Linked DNA regions of Mus musculus: regions 1 and 2 are each linked to region 3. Evidence: chromatin contacts called from public HiCAR-type data. All regions are on one chromosome and are shown on one strand. The core of a region is the stretch at or near the end of the contact, and the rest is flanking DNA. Distances in the headings are between cores, read along the strand shown. Region 1 holds the start of Chfr (checkpoint with forkhead and ring finger domains). Region 2 holds the start of Gtpbp6 (GTP binding protein 6 (putative)). Region 3 holds the start of Rpl5 (ribosomal protein L5).

Region 1 (2,700 bases), core at 116-2,615, 2.2 Mb after region 3:
AAGAAATTATTTGGAATAAGACTTTCATTTTGACTAGTGGCCGAGTAAAGTTTAAGTTCCTAAGGCCTATTGGGAATTGACATCCTACTTGGCAGAAAGAAATATGTACATGGGTACTGTGACAAGTTAGGACATGAATGTTAGGTAAGTCAAGTCCCTGCAAGTTGAGTACCCAGATCAATGGGAGCAGGGTACATATACAACAAAGACAAGTTCCTAAGTAAACCCTCTATCCCTAAATCCTGATTGGTGGAATAATTTAGCACAGATGTTTGTGGATTTTAGGCTTAAAAACTCTATATAATCTTAACTGGGGGGTGGGGGTGAGGGTCACAGTTCAGTTCCCAAATGTGAACAGTGGCCCAGCCAATCACATTAGAGATTACCTAATATCCACCCCCCAATAAGAAGGCCCACACACCCTTGACTGCGGACACCATTTCAAAAAATGTGACCCACATACTGCTTGTTTCTTCAGAATAAACGCTCTTTGTCTTTGCATATTATCTATGTCTGGGGTCTTCTTCGGCGATTTTCAGACCGGTACAAATCCATGTTCCCGGAGGCAGCCACTGCTACTTTTATATCCTTTCAAAAGTATTTGAGTAAATCTTTGTAGACATAGGCAAAGACGCATTTCCACATATATTTACAAATGTGTCTGTGTATGTGTTTTCTTTTTACAAAACAAACAAACAAACAAACAAACAAACAAACAGATGTTTAATACTTTTTTGAAGCTGTTCACCAGCAAAGACATTACTCCGAGCTGCTCAAGAACCACTGTGTGTGGACTTTGCTTCTCTGTCTTCAGTGACTTTCTTCCAGGGCATTGTTTTTGCCAGTGTTTCTCTCTCACCGGGGGGTCACCAACATGCTTGTAGCATACAACTCGGGAATGACACAAGATCCTAAGAAACAGGATTTAAAGATACCGCAAATCAGCCCTCAGAGACGAGTTACCTGTTTCTATTCTAATTGACATCTTAAATTATGCTCCTTGCGAAGGGCTGGCCCACTGTACCAAGCTTTCACATTTTGTAATCTGACGTGTGAAAATAGCACCTTATCTCGGAATTACAAGTGAGGTTTTAAGGACCTTCCGATCTATAAGTTACTCGGTCTTTTTTTTTTTTTGGCCCGAATCTAACATGGTGCCCTCCACAGCTACTTCCGTGCTTTTGCAGGAAGGTAAGTGCGCCTGCCTGCCAGCATCAAAGATGGCAACAAGGTGCACATTCTCTCATCTGCGCAGGCTCCGATCGCTCCGCCCCGCCCCCTCCGGATAGCCTTTTCTGGCACCGCTCTAGCCGTCGCTCTCGGTGGGCACGGCCGCCAGCCAATCACAGGGCGTACCGCTCTGCTCCCCTCCCCCTCGCCTCCCGTGGATCAGCTGGGGTACCCGAGATGTCTGTTGACAGCGGTGGCGGCGACTGTAAGGCCGGTTCCGGGATCCGCGCAGGGCGTGGGGTAAGCTGGCCGGCGGGTGGGGTCCTGGCTGGGGAGGCAGGCGGCGGCCAGGCTATAGCAGCGGTGCTGAGCGTTTTTTAAGTAGTCCCTGAGCCGGCGTTTCTGGGTCTCTGTAGATGTGAGTCCTATGGAGCTACACGGGGAAGAGCAGCCGCCGCCGCCGCAGGAACCCTGGGGGAGGCTTCTTCGTCTAGGCGCAGAGGAGGACGAACCCCAGATCCTTCTTTGGAAACGCGAGTGGACCATCGGAAGGAGGAGAGGTGCGGTGGCCAGAGTGGAGTGAGGACGAGGATAAAGGCTAAAGGGGTAGACAGGGATGAAGCATAGGGACCTAAAGTGGGTACCCAACTGAGAGGAGACCGAGGGCCTAGAACAGGATCGAAGACCTAGTCAGAGTGGGTTTAGATGGGGAAACCGACAGGGGGTTTGAAGTGGGAAAAGTACCCGGCTGGCGATACAGAAGCTACTGGAATTCGGGGGGTGTGTGTGTGTGCACTGTTTTTCAACCCCCCCCCCCCCCCATAAAATGGGCTTATTTATTTGTGCAGTTGCTCTTCTGGATGCTTGATGATGGATATCAGTCAGTTCTCAGTACAACTTTGTGAAATAGATCTGTAAATATATCCTTCGAAATACGATCTTGTCCTCATTACTGTACACTTCTCTTTCTCAATGAAATGCAATTAGAAATTATTAACAAAAGGAAAACTGAAAAAAGGTATGTAGAAATTTGACACCACTGTTAAAAGGTTGACGGGTGAAAAAAAATAAACCACAGGGACTTTAGAAAAAATGTTTTGTGACAAATGAGAACAAAGAATATGCTGGAAGACTAGGACACTGTTAAACCAGTGCTCTGAGGGCAACTTATAATGGCAGGGTTTCTATTTGAAAAGATCTCAAAGTCCCAGGAAATAGAATAATTTATTTAATGAACTTAGGAAACTGAGAATTTGAACAAAGTTATACACAGATCCCAACATCGATTGCTTTGGGTCAAGGACATACATTTCTTTTTTTCGTTTGTTTTTGTTTTTGTTTTTTTTGGGGGGGCGGTTATGAGGCAGGGTTTCTATGTATAGCCTTGGCTGTCCTGGAACTCACTCTGTAGACCAGGCTGGCCTCAAGCTCAGAAATCCACCTGCCTGTGCCTCCCGAGTGCTGGGATTAGGACATAGATTTCTATAACTTGTGTCCACCTTATTTTGCTAGGAGGATTGATAAAATCTT
Region 2 (2,700 bases), core at 34-2,533, 2.2 Mb after region 3:
TGATGTCCTGGCATCCCTTGATCTTTTCTGGAGCACAGGGAGTGGCCCGTCATGGGGTTAGGAGGAGGACGGGAGGCAGTCTGACCCATCCTACACCAGCGCAGGTGAGGCGCATGCCCAGCGGCCAAAGGTGAGGTACCGCTCACCTGTCACGTCCTGAAAGTTGCCCTTGCCGAACACCAGCCTGCTGCCAGGCGCTGCGCTGGGCACCACCAGGGTACTCGCGACCGACCATCCTGGAAGTGCGCGCACCAGGGCGGCCGCCTCTGCCACCTGCCACTCCGCTGTGAGGACACAAGGGTCCATCCAGTCAAGGGCCGAGCGGGAAGACCTCGGACCACGGCGGTGGACAGGGTTAGCTCTGGGATGAAACCGCGCCCGCGCAGAGTCCGCATCCCCCGCCCACACCATGTCCCCACCCTGCAGCTCACATCACAACCCTAAGAAGCTCGCCAGGCCATGATCCAAAGCTCTACCAGGGAAAGGCAGAACCTCTAGGACTCGCCCCCAGCGCCCAATGTTCCCCCCCCCCAGACTCCGCCTACAAATTTAGGATAGTCCCGCCCCAAGGTCCCACCCGGAGCACGCGCAGCCTCACCCATCGGGCAGGCCCAGGTACCATCACATGCTCAGCCAGATCACGCCCCCAGCACGCAAGCTCGCCAGACTCCGACTCCACCAGGAGAGCAGCCACGAACCCAGCACATCCCAGACTATCCACACTCTCTACCGTACGCCCGATGTCCATCATAGTACCCTGCCCCCAGTGCTCCTCCCTCGGCTTCTCCTTCCTTTCTCGTGACTCCGCCCCTTCCAGAACTAGGCGTCACCGCCGCCCCAATTCCCCGTGGCCTTCCTGTATAGCACTAGTAAGTTTCGGCCTTCAGGTCCTCGCCCCTTCCGGCTTCCCTGCTCAATCCCCACTCTCGCCCTACCCGATACCTGTGCTTCGAGGCTTTTTTCCGGCCGGGCGTTTGACGTCAGGATGCAGGACGCAAACGCGCTGTGTATCCAAGGGCAGGAGGGGTGGGGCGCGGAGCAGCTCATCCTCCTCTTCCTCTTCGTCCTCACGGGGGTCCTCCTCGCCCCCACCACGGACGGGACCGCCCCCCGCCCACGCGCTCCCCCAGACCCGGCTCCCGGCGTGGACAGTGCGGACGGGACTTGGCAGGGTCACCGCGGGGCTCCGAACGAGTTGTACGCGGCGCACACGCGGGAGCCAGAACCCCGGGAGCACGGCGGCGCGCAGAAAAAGCATGGCGCGTGCGCGCGCAGCGAGAGACTGCGGGGGCGGGGGAGGGAGAGCAGGGAGGGACGGGAAGAACAACAGGGCGCATGTGCGTGCCGCGAAGGGTGGCTCTGGGAGGATCGAGAGCAGATCGCTTACCCGCAGCGAAAAACTTGGATAGGGGCGGGGTCAGGGAGAAAGGACAGCAAGGCGCATGCGGCGAGGGGCGGGGCCGAAAGGACAATGCCTCTAAAACAAAACAAATAAAAATAAGCCTAGTGGTGGAAGATCTGAATAGAGTTAGTGTAGGCACAGCAATTTCAAAAGGAACAACACAGGACTCAATAGAACTCAGGGTTTGGCCTATGACAACTTTTATGAAGACAATAAAGTTAGGTATAAAGGACATAGGCTATTGAAATAATCTAGCACTGAATGTTAAAATAGAATTCAAATAAGTTATAAAATGTGTTAGCTTTTATGCTTAGTTATAAGAAATTACAAATATTCATGTTTCTGTTGAAACTTACTTGGGCCACAGGAAACTCTCCTCAACACAGAGGAAGATGGAGTCACAGATGGTAGGCTAGAGGATGTTCAGTACCAAGAACTAGAAGGAACTAAATGGAATATATCTGTGACCTGGGATAGCTGCGCGCTCTCTCTCTCTCTCTCTCTCTCTCTCTCTCTCTCTCCTGTGTATCTTTTTTTCAAGTCATTTATATATTTTCTGGAGTGGAGTTGTGGGGACATATTCATATAAAGTAGGAACAAATCAAGCCTTGGGATGTGTGCTGCTGACAATCCATTTAGCTTACTTGCCTGAAGCAGGGAACTAGGGGATACAAAACAAACAAACAAAACAAAACAAAACCCAAGCTGGAGATGTCTCTCAGACTAGTAAAGAGACTGGCTGCTCCACTGAACATAGTCATGATTAAAATAGTTCAAGATGTCACAGCACTGGTTGCTTCTCCAGAGGACTGGGGTTCAGTTCCTAGCACTCACATATTTGGCTCTTCATGAGTATCTTCCTGGATGCAGACAGTAGTGCTGAAATGTCTAATTTGGGTATAGAAGCCAAGAACATCAAGAGATATTTAAAAGTTAATGAATTCTTCCTTTAAATTATCTGCTTTGGGTGACAGAAAGATGGCTCAGGGGTGCGTTTCCAGAGGACACAAGTTTAATTCCCACCACCCACATAAGAGCTCACAACAGTCTTAGGAGGATCAACACCCTCCTGGCCTCTGTAAGCATGCACACAGTGCACAAGCATATAAGGCACAACACTAATATACATGAAATAAACAAATACATTTTAAAATAAAAAAGAGTTTTAAGAAATAAAATAGGACTGGAGAGATGACTCAGTGGTTAAGAGCACTGTCTGCTCTTCCAGAGGTCCTGAGTTCAAATCCCAGCAACCACATGGTGGCTCACAACCATTTGTAATGTGATCTGATGCCCTC
Region 3 (2,700 bases), core at 82-2,581:
TTTTTTTTTTTGTTTCGTTTTGTTTTTTGAGACAGAGTTTCTCTGTGTAGCCCTGGCTGTCCTGGAACTCACTCTGTAGACCAGGCTAGCCTTAAACTCAGAAATCCACCTGCCTCTGCCTCCCGAGCGCTGGGATTAAAGGCGTGCGCCACCACGCCCGGCTAGGGAAGCAATTTTCAAATTGCATTCTCATTGACTTTGGTTTTCCGAGACAGGATTTCTCTGTGTAGCCCTGGCTGACCTGGAACTCACTTTGTAGACCAGGCTGGCATCAAACTCAAATCTGCCTGCCTCTGCCTCCCAGGTCGTGCACCACCACTGCCCGGCTCTCAGACTTTTTTTAGACTTTCTAAAGCTCTCAGCCTTATAACTGTTCTTTCACGTGTTTAAATAATTGTTTGTATGCATTTCTTTTCCTTCAGGCAGCCCAGGCTGGCTTCCAATTCACTAGGTAGCCTAGGCTAGCCTTGCACTTTCTGATTCTTTTTCCTCTCCCTTCTAAGTACTGAGGCTGCAATTCTTAGCTGCACACCCAGTCCTAAAAAGAAACTTCTTGAGGAAGGGGACTAAGAGTGATGGAGGAGGCGGCGCTCATAATGTCAGGAATTCTGGGGACAATGGAAGCATAAAGGCAACAGGAGAGTGCAGTGGGTTTTGTTTTGTTTTCACCATGTAACAGGTAACTAAGAATTGACTGGAGGTCAGCACTCTGAGAAGTGCTGGAGAATGAAAAGTATGCTTGAAGCAGATGTCAAGATGCTATGCAAAGGCAGAAGAGTCTCTTCTAACTCAAACTTGAGGCTCTGAGGCTGAGCTTCCCGGCGGCCCTGTGTGCTGGGAATTCCGAAATATATATTCCAGAAGTGAGTCAAGTCATGGAGAAGGCAAGATTTCAGCATAGGCAAATTCATGTATTTAACTTAATTTTTACCCCCTCCTGCTTAGAAAAATAATTATATAAGTGTGGTGTGTGTGCGTGCATGCCGAGCGTGTTTTTAAAAATGTCCTCCTGCCCGGTAGTGGTGGCACACGCCTTTAATCCCAGCACTTGGGAGGCAGAGGCAGGCTGATTTCTGAGTTCGAGACCAGCCTGGTCTACAGAGTGAGTTCCAGGACAGCCAGGGTCACACAGAGAAACCCTATCTCGAAAAACCACCCCCCCCCCAAAAAAAAAAAAAAAAAAGTCCTCGCAAAAAGCCTCTATTTCCCTTTCTCATCGCCCATCCTCCATGCTCGTTGAGAGGAGGAAGATGACATTCATCCTCCTACCGGCAGGGGGCGATAGCCCGCGCATCTTGAGGCCTACAGCCACTCTTTCTCACGTCGCTTGCGTGCTGGTGGTGCTACATACTGCGCATGCGTACGTGACTCCGGTCTTTTTCCCCCTTAGCGCGGCCGACTCTGCAGGTCTGCGTGGAGCCGCGGTTGCGGGTCTCTATTCCGCAGGATGGTGAGTGGGCATCTGGGTCTCAGGCCCGTGCGTGCACCGGGGTGCCCCCTCCTCTCGCGGATGCCCGCTCGGGGTCGGCTCGTGCGACCCGGGGGGCAGATGGCATTCGATTCCCGGCTCTGCGCCCGCCGTTCCAGCGTGGCCTAATGGCTGCCGGGTGCCAGCCGGGGGAGGGGCCGCGGCGGAGGGTGCTCGGGACGAGGCTTCCGAGTCCGGCTGCCAGCCGCAGTTGTCTCCGGGGTCGTCAGGAGGCCGTGCCACGGAAGCCCGAATCCCTCGGCCTCGCACAGAGCCCTGAAGCCGGGAGTGTCTGTCAGTGGAGGCCGTGGCGCTGCTGCGTCCCGGAAGGGATGTGGCGGCCCCTGGCTCTTCCTGGCCAGAGTCTGGCCCTGTTTTCAGAGATTTGCTGAGATCGGACTTGAGAGGTGGGGTGCAGCTCTTCATTTGCGAGGAGTAATTGTAGATCGTACTCTGCCATTTGAGCCCGGTTTAGGCAGGGAGGAAGTGAGCGCCGAGTGGTTGAACTTTCTCGGTGAGGTGTGCAGTTGTCGGCACAGATTGGCTCCGGTGTAGGTGATACATCCCGGCGGTTTGGCGTAGGGATCGATCAGTGGTACAGGAATTGAAAGATTGTTTAAAGGCAGTACGAAAATGTCTTTGTACCTGCAAGTTGTAGTAAGGAGCCTGCAGTTGTGGATGGAGCGACTTGGGTCGGTGCCCTATTCCGCCCAGCCATCTTTACGTGTTTTCTGAGGCTTAGTTAGGTGTGTTTGGCGAAGAGAACCAGTGCAACAGCAGTTCTCCATCTGGTTCTTAACCCATCTGTCAGATATTTGTATTAACGATGAATAACTACAAGATTAAATTAACGAAGCAGCAACGAGATTTATGGTTTGGGGAAGGGTCACCACAGCATGAGGAACTAACCTTATTAAAGGTTGAGCACTGCACAACAGCGATTCTTGTTTCCGGTCAGCTTAGAAACATGCTATAGAAGTTGACACTTGTAATAATTTGCTTTTGAAACTTGGGCATGATTTTGTTACATAGTTAAATAAAAAAATACAGACCAAAACCCAGGTGGTTCTTGCCTATTAATTCGGCGCTCAGAAACTACCAAATGCTAGGTCATGTTGGGCTACATAGTTGGCCTGTATCAAAAGAAAAAAGTCATGGGACGAAACAATTAGCAAAGCCCTGATAATTTTTTTTTTCCTTTAAAGGGGTTTGTGAAAGTTGTCAAGAATAAG

Evidence for each region. HiCAR-type assays count read pairs that join an accessible place to other places.
Region 1: a contact with region 3 is called in a HiCAR-type map of astrocytes, with 6 times the contacts expected there. The contact joins the promoter of Chfr here to the promoter of Rpl5 in region 3. A contact is called at or near these places in 7 of 39 promoter capture datasets (cranial neural crest, hippocampal neurons, liver and 3 more), 1 of 115 datasets of contacts at active chromatin or transcription factors (astrocytes) and 1 of 9 other capture datasets (pancreatic islet).
Region 2: a HiCAR-type map of astrocytes shows a contact between it and region 3, with 5 times the contacts expected there. The contact joins the promoter of Gtpbp6 here to the promoter of Rpl5 in region 3. A contact is called at or near these places in 2 of 39 promoter capture datasets (hippocampal neurons and liver) and 1 of 115 datasets of contacts at active chromatin or transcription factors (astrocytes).

Annotation. Positions count from the first base shown.
Region 1 is chr5:110,134,465-110,137,164 of GRCm38.p6, forward strand. Chfr (checkpoint with forkhead and ring finger domains) reads left to right here and starts at 1,366. Exons shown (of 18, transcript NM_001289577.1): 1 at 1,366-1,470; 2 at 1,587-1,730. The coding sequence starts at 1,598.
Region 2 is chr5:110,106,914-110,109,613 of GRCm38.p6, forward strand. It overlaps Gtpbp6 (GTP binding protein 6 (putative)), which reads right to left and starts at 1,284. Exons shown (of 10, transcript NM_145147.5): 1 at 943-1,284; 2 at 147-284; 3 at 1-27. The coding sequence starts at 1,258.
Region 3 is chr5:107,899,197-107,901,896 of GRCm38.p6, forward strand. It overlaps Rpl5 (ribosomal protein L5), which reads left to right and starts at 1,332. Exons shown (of 8, transcript NM_016980.2): 1 at 1,332-1,450; 2 at 2,674-2,700. The coding sequence starts at 1,448.